Linked DNA regions of Sus scrofa: region 1 is linked to region 2. The links are chromatin contacts, called in public Hi-C maps. All regions are on one chromosome and are shown on one strand. Each heading gives the region's core, a stretch centred on a gene start, on an enhancer-like site or on the middle of the called end of the contact. The rest is flanking DNA. Distances are from core to core; before and after follow the strand shown.

Region 1 (2,885 bases), core at 246-2,745, 89 kb after region 2:
TGCAGAACTCACGCGCCTCGGTGCCTCGAGTCTGCCTTTAGACTAAGAGCGATGGGAAACCAGGCACTAGGGAAAAATCACAAAGGATCAAGCCTACCTAACCCCCTAAAATAGCAATTCCCAAACTTTCTGGACTCAGATTTACTGAGGCCGCCAAAAAGCTTCTGTTTCTGTGGACTGCATTCACTGACATTTGCTTCCTTCGAAAGTAAAAATGAGAAACATGAAAACATAAGAACACATTCCCTCACCCGTCTACACGACAAAGCGTTCACGTGTCACACAGCCTCGGGAAAACTCCTCGATGCTCAGAGGGGTGAAACATGCAAATAACCTTAGCATTAATGAAACCAGTCCTGACCCAGGAGTTTCCAGACTATACTGTGACAAGGATACAAAACCACGACTTTGACCGCCAGAAAGCAACCAACTAAGAAAAGAACACATCTTTTCAAACTTTAACTGGAAAGCTTCAGCTCTAACACGCAAAAGTCATCTGACCAAAAAATAAATAAATAAATAAAAAGTCTACACCAAATCGTACTGCCAGGAGCGACATTGCTGCGTTTGGTCTCATTTTGCCAAAGCAGCGTCTCAAAGTCCTAGGCAGGACTATGGCAACGTGCTCATAAGCAAGCATCACTAAAAAAAAAAAAAAAATACACAAAAGGATGGTTACACGTCTCAATAACGAAAACAACCTCAAATGCTGTCGCGGTTCATACTTTCATCATCTAAGGGGCTCCTTCATCAAAGTTTTCGAACAGTCATACAAGTCACTTTCAAGTGGGTTTTTTTTCCCATTATTAAAAAAAAAAAAAAAAAAAAAAGCCCTCCATCCACAAAATGGGGTTCCAACCAAAAAGTGATTTTACCTGAAATGTGTTTTCACTAAGTACCCTCTCGAACTCATCTACGCTTGGACAACGAAGGAAACACCCAAAGGCACTGCACCGGTATCTAAACCTCTTCGGTCCGGTTCCCACGTCTGCAAGGTGCTGATAACCCAGCACTAGTGGGCTCGTACCCCACGACTGAGGAGCTCCCAGAGCACGAGAGCAGCTCGCGGAGACCGCTCTCTCAGAACCCGTCCTCGGTCTGGCCCGGTTGCGGCACCGGCCTGGAAACCTCCCGGAACCGTCGGGACCACCCTCCCGGGGCCACAGCTGCCCCCCACCCAGGCCGGCGCCCCGCCTCCGGTGGGCCTGGCGCTTGGCGACGCCAGGGCGGCGGGCACGCCGAGGCCCGACCCCCGCCCGCCTCTCAGGGGACCAGACCCCCGACGGCCAGGAGCGGCCCCCGGAACCCCCACCGCCACAGCCGCCTCCCGCGCGGCGCCGCCTCCCTTACCTCCGGCGCCGGCTCCTCCGCCCGCTCCCAGGGCGGTCGCCATGGTGTGCACTGGGCCCGGCCTTCAGCCTCGCCCCACCAAGCCAGCCGGGGCCCGGGGACGCGCAGGGAGGACGGGGGGCGGCGGGCCGGGGCGGCGGGCCGGGCCGGGGGCGCGGGGGGCGGCGCGGCCGGCGGGTCGCGGGCCCCTCCGGCCTGCTCCTCCGCAGGAAGAAAACAACAAACTATCGCAACATGGCCGCCGGCTCGGCCCGCCGCCGAGGTGCACGCCGGGATGATGGCGGCCGGGAGGCACCGGCGCGGGGCCTCCCCTGCAGGCCGCGGCGGCTCCGAGCCGCCTCCGAGGGACGCAGGCCGAGGGCGGAAGGCAAACACACCAGCGGCCGCCTCGTTCCGCTCCAGAAACCCCAATGTTTGAAGGGGGCGGGGGCGGCGGCCCGCCGTAGTTCGGCCCCGGGCTCTGTCGTGAGTCGCTTTGCAGCAGTTGGCGCCGAGCTTTACGGCCGGCGGAGGTCCCGTTGGAAGAGTGAGGGAGGAGATCCCGCGCCCGGTAATGGGGCCGGAGCTTGCTTTCTGTGTCTGGACTGTGCGGCGCGCGGCGGGGGGCGGAGTAAACTGCGCTGCGGGCTGACAGCGGGGACGAGCACGCCGTGGGGGTGGTGCCGGGCATGCGCACTGGGGGGTCTGCGGCGGAGGCAGGTGCGCTGAGCGGGTGCGGCCGGAACGGCCGCCGTAGCGACATGTGCGCGAGAGGTAGCGTTTGAGCCGCAAGACTTGTCCACAGCGGGATGCTAACAAGTGACCTTAAGGGAAGGGTCCTGGGAGATAAGAGTTGTAGAAGGCTGAGGGATGCTTGGGATCAGGCATCCGAAGGCGACTTCTGACTTGTTGGCAGTTGGGGACGGGGAAGACCGGTGCGGATGTAATGAGGCCTTTAAGAACACGCAAGCTGCAAAGGTTGCTTCAGTAACAATGAATGTAGGGCTTATGGGGAAAGGAAAGGGTGGAAAGAGAAGGCTGAGCAAAGACCTTGGCTCGGAGGTGTCAAAGGACTTCTTAGGATTCCAGAATTGCAAGTGGCACAGGGGAGCGCTGCACTGTTAGTGGAAAAGAATAATTTCAGGTGGAAAAGCCTCTGAAACACCTTAACTGAAGGAAGTAAAAATTTTCAGGAATGGGGTAAATCTGAATTGTGTGCCACCGGAAAGGATGCAGTAAGAAGAAACAGCATCGCTTCTGTGATAAAATCCTGTCACAGATACCTCACTGAGTCTAATCTCGAAAAAGTAAGGACCAAAAAAATGGGGGACATACCACAAAACAGTTGGCCTTTAATCTTCGAGTGTCAAAATTATGAAAGCCAAACCAGAGGACGTGTTTCAGACTGAAGAAGAAAAGGCATGACCGGAGTTCCTGTCGTGGGACATCGAAAAGGAAACTGACTAGGAACCATGAGGTTTTGGGTTCGATCCCTGGCCGGATTAAGGATCTGGTGTTGCCATGAGCTGTGGTGTAGGTCGCAGATGCAGCTCGGA
Region 2 (2,843 bases), core at 199-2,698:
AGCTGCAGCTGCCCGCCTACACCACAGCCAGAGCAACATCAGATCCAAGCCATGTCAGTGACGTACACCACAGCTCACGGCAACGGCAGATCCTTGACCCACCGAGTGAGACCAGGGATCGAACCTGCGTCCTCATGGATGCTAGTCAGATTCGTTTCTGCTGAGCCACAAGAGGAACTCCCTGTCATTGTATTTTTTAAGAAAAAACCAACTTTTTTTTTTAATTGAGAGAACAATTATTTTCTTTCAAATTAGCACAATGAAAAGCTAATTCTTGGGAGAAACTATAAACCCCAGGGTTATTCCGGTTACCACTAGGAAACAGTCTAGCTATTAATTTCTGGGCTTGGCCGGAAGCATGTTTTGTTCCCCTGCACACACACACAGACACAGACACAAGGTGAACGCGAATCGAGCCAAAGAGAACCCACTCCTGTTTCTTCAGGAGTCCTCTTCCACGTGCACATGCAGTTACAGCACGGACAGCGGTCCCCAAATCGGCAGCCCTCAGCTATGCAAATTTCAAATACTGTCGATTCTAACTAAGACTTTCACAAACCTACTACCTTAACGTAAGGAGATAACTAGTCATCTGTGGATGGCAGATTACGTTCCACTTCAAGAAAGGAAATTCACTCTGAAAGTGAATTTCTCTAGGGTGAGTCCTTTGGATGCGGCAGTGGACGTGGACGTGATTTTAAGCATCTTTTACTTCCTCCAAAACAGATGAGGAGAAAGAAGTCTGGCCTGTCCTAGGCCAAACTTTAAATAGTTTGGTGGGTTATTTCACAAATGATTATCTCTTAATTAATACTATAAAAATGTCTTTTGAGAATAGTTTTTCTTAACTATAAGAGGCACTTCCTGAATTAAGTAAGCCTAGGGAATACTTTTTATCAGCTTAATCTTTACAAAAAATGAGGTCTATAGCCACCAACATTAGCAGGACAAATTTATTTATTACAAATGGTTTAAATGTGTAGATAAAAATGCCTATTGATACTGTCAGGGCGTCCTGCAATTTGACAGATCAAATCTTATTTTCATTCTTAACCCCACGAAGAAGTGACATCAGAGACTCGCATTCACCAGTGAGCAAATTGATTAATCCCTCTCTATAGAAATCTCCACTCTTGATTACACCTATCAGACGTTAAGCGGCATTATTCTAGAGTGACAACACTTGACAAATTCCCCAATCATTTTTCCCAGCCTTTGTGGCCCTGCTAGCTTGTATTAACCCTGATGAAAAATTAATTTTCCTTATCTTCTTCTAAACCCCAAAATCCAAATCCGCCAAACTGGCAACTCTTTCTGTAAAGGTATTATGAAAGCCTCTGAAAGATTAATTGCATGTCTTCAGGTGACATTAAATTAATTTCTGCACTCATGACAGACATCTGATCCTGCGCACTGAGAGGACAGATAACATTGTCGGGATCACAGAAGGACAGCGGCTAGGGTCCCGGGGCAGCCTCTTAGGAATTCTCCTTCGATAAGGGCTACCTCACTGTCACGCCGCTGCTGCCCATCTTCCGGCCCCCAGACCGCACCGAACAGGTTTCTATTAAGCACAACAATGCTGGGCCCAGCCCTGGGATCTTTAGAAAGCTCACTCCGAATCTGGGCAACAAATGATATGCATGCTGTATGACGTTCCTGAAGACACACACTGAAGGCTCTATTCTGTCTTTGAGACTACCATTTAAAGGAAAAAAGGCGAAAGAACACAAACTGGTTAACAGCATTCTTATCCAGGCTCCTAGGTCAGGTCCTGAATTAAACTGCTGCAACATGACACGAGGCAAGAACATTCCACACTCGCCATGTGCATCTATTTCCTGCAGTAATTACCCTTACACACGGCAACATGCAAACCATGTAAGCAGGCCCTCGGATCTAAAATGTTTCCTGTAAAACTCCAGCAATGGGGCCACATGGGTTGAAATGAAACAAAATCCGCGAGGTTAAAGGGACCTTGTAAATGGGCTTCCTGGGAGGGAAAAAAGGGATTCAACTGGCAGGTCCATTTGATTTTTGCCTTATGGTTGTAACACGGTACCATTATTCAGGTGTGCTCTCTTACCATGCTACCTTTCAGAGATGAGCGAGGTTTGGGAAAACCTTTTTTTTTCTTTAAAGGCTGCACCCGTGGCCTAGAGAAGTTCCCGGGGCCAGGAATCTGAGCTGCAGCTGCAAACTGCACTGTAGCTGCAGCAGTCCCAGGATAGAACCTGTGCTTCTGCAGCACCCAAGCTGCTGCAGTCGGATTCCTAACCCACTGCACCACAGCAGGAACTCTCTCTAGGGAAAAAAAAAGTGGGGGGGCAAGGCCTGTGCCCACGGCCTATGGAAAGTCCTGGGCCTGAACCTGTGCCACAGCAGTGACCCGAGCCACAGCAGCAAACACGCTGGATCCTTAACCTGTTGAGCCATCAGGAAACTCTTGGGGAAATCTTTTAAAAGCCAAATGACTCTCAGCCTTTGGAAAAACAAACCGAAGCCCCCTGGCTCTGAGGGGATCTGATACCCCAGGATTCTCCAACCTCTACAGCACAGACCTACCCATCTAGAAAGGAAAGGACTGCTACACGTGAGACTGTGGCTCACCAGGCCAGAGCCCCCATGCAGGGCTGAAGCCCCCCGTTCTGGACAGCAGGAAGCCAGCCCTGGATGAGCAGCTCAGAAGAGCCGACTTTCCAGCACTGAGCGACAAGGCTCCAGCTCTTGGGAGGGGTCCTTGAGAGATGCCTCCAGGCCCACCTGTGCTGGGCCCCTCCGGGCGCCCCCCCTGCATCAACACTATTTTTCTTTTTTATTTTTCTTTTCTTTTTTTTTGTCTT

The links. Hi-C and Micro-C count contacts between places; a contact is called where the count stands out from the background.
Region 1: a Hi-C map of skeletal muscle shows a contact between it and region 2, with 3 times the contacts expected there. The contact joins the promoter of RBM33 here to the enhancer-like site in region 2. A contact is called at or near these places in 2 of 5 promoter capture datasets (fetal liver and liver), 26 of 47 Hi-C or Micro-C datasets (adipose tissue, alveolar macrophages, blood and 14 more) and 2 of 2 datasets of contacts at active chromatin or transcription factors (alveolar macrophages and skeletal muscle).

What each region holds. Positions count from the first base shown.
Region 1 is chr18:2,674,709-2,677,593 of Sscrofa11.1, forward strand. RBM33 (RNA-binding protein 33) reads right to left here and starts at 1,496. Exons shown (of 20, transcript XM_021079037.1): 1 at 1,351-1,496. The coding sequence starts at 1,393.
Region 2 is chr18:2,585,928-2,588,770 of Sscrofa11.1, forward strand. The region is part of intron 16 of RBM33 (RNA-binding protein 33); the gene reads right to left. Among named protein-coding and RNA genes, the nearest start is that of SHH, 41 kb to the left of the region's middle. Within about 2 kb of position 1,449, at least 1 of the 83 cell types and tissues checked has an H3K27ac peak or open chromatin away from gene starts, as enhancers often do. A contact at or near this core is called in skeletal muscle, where this site is marked.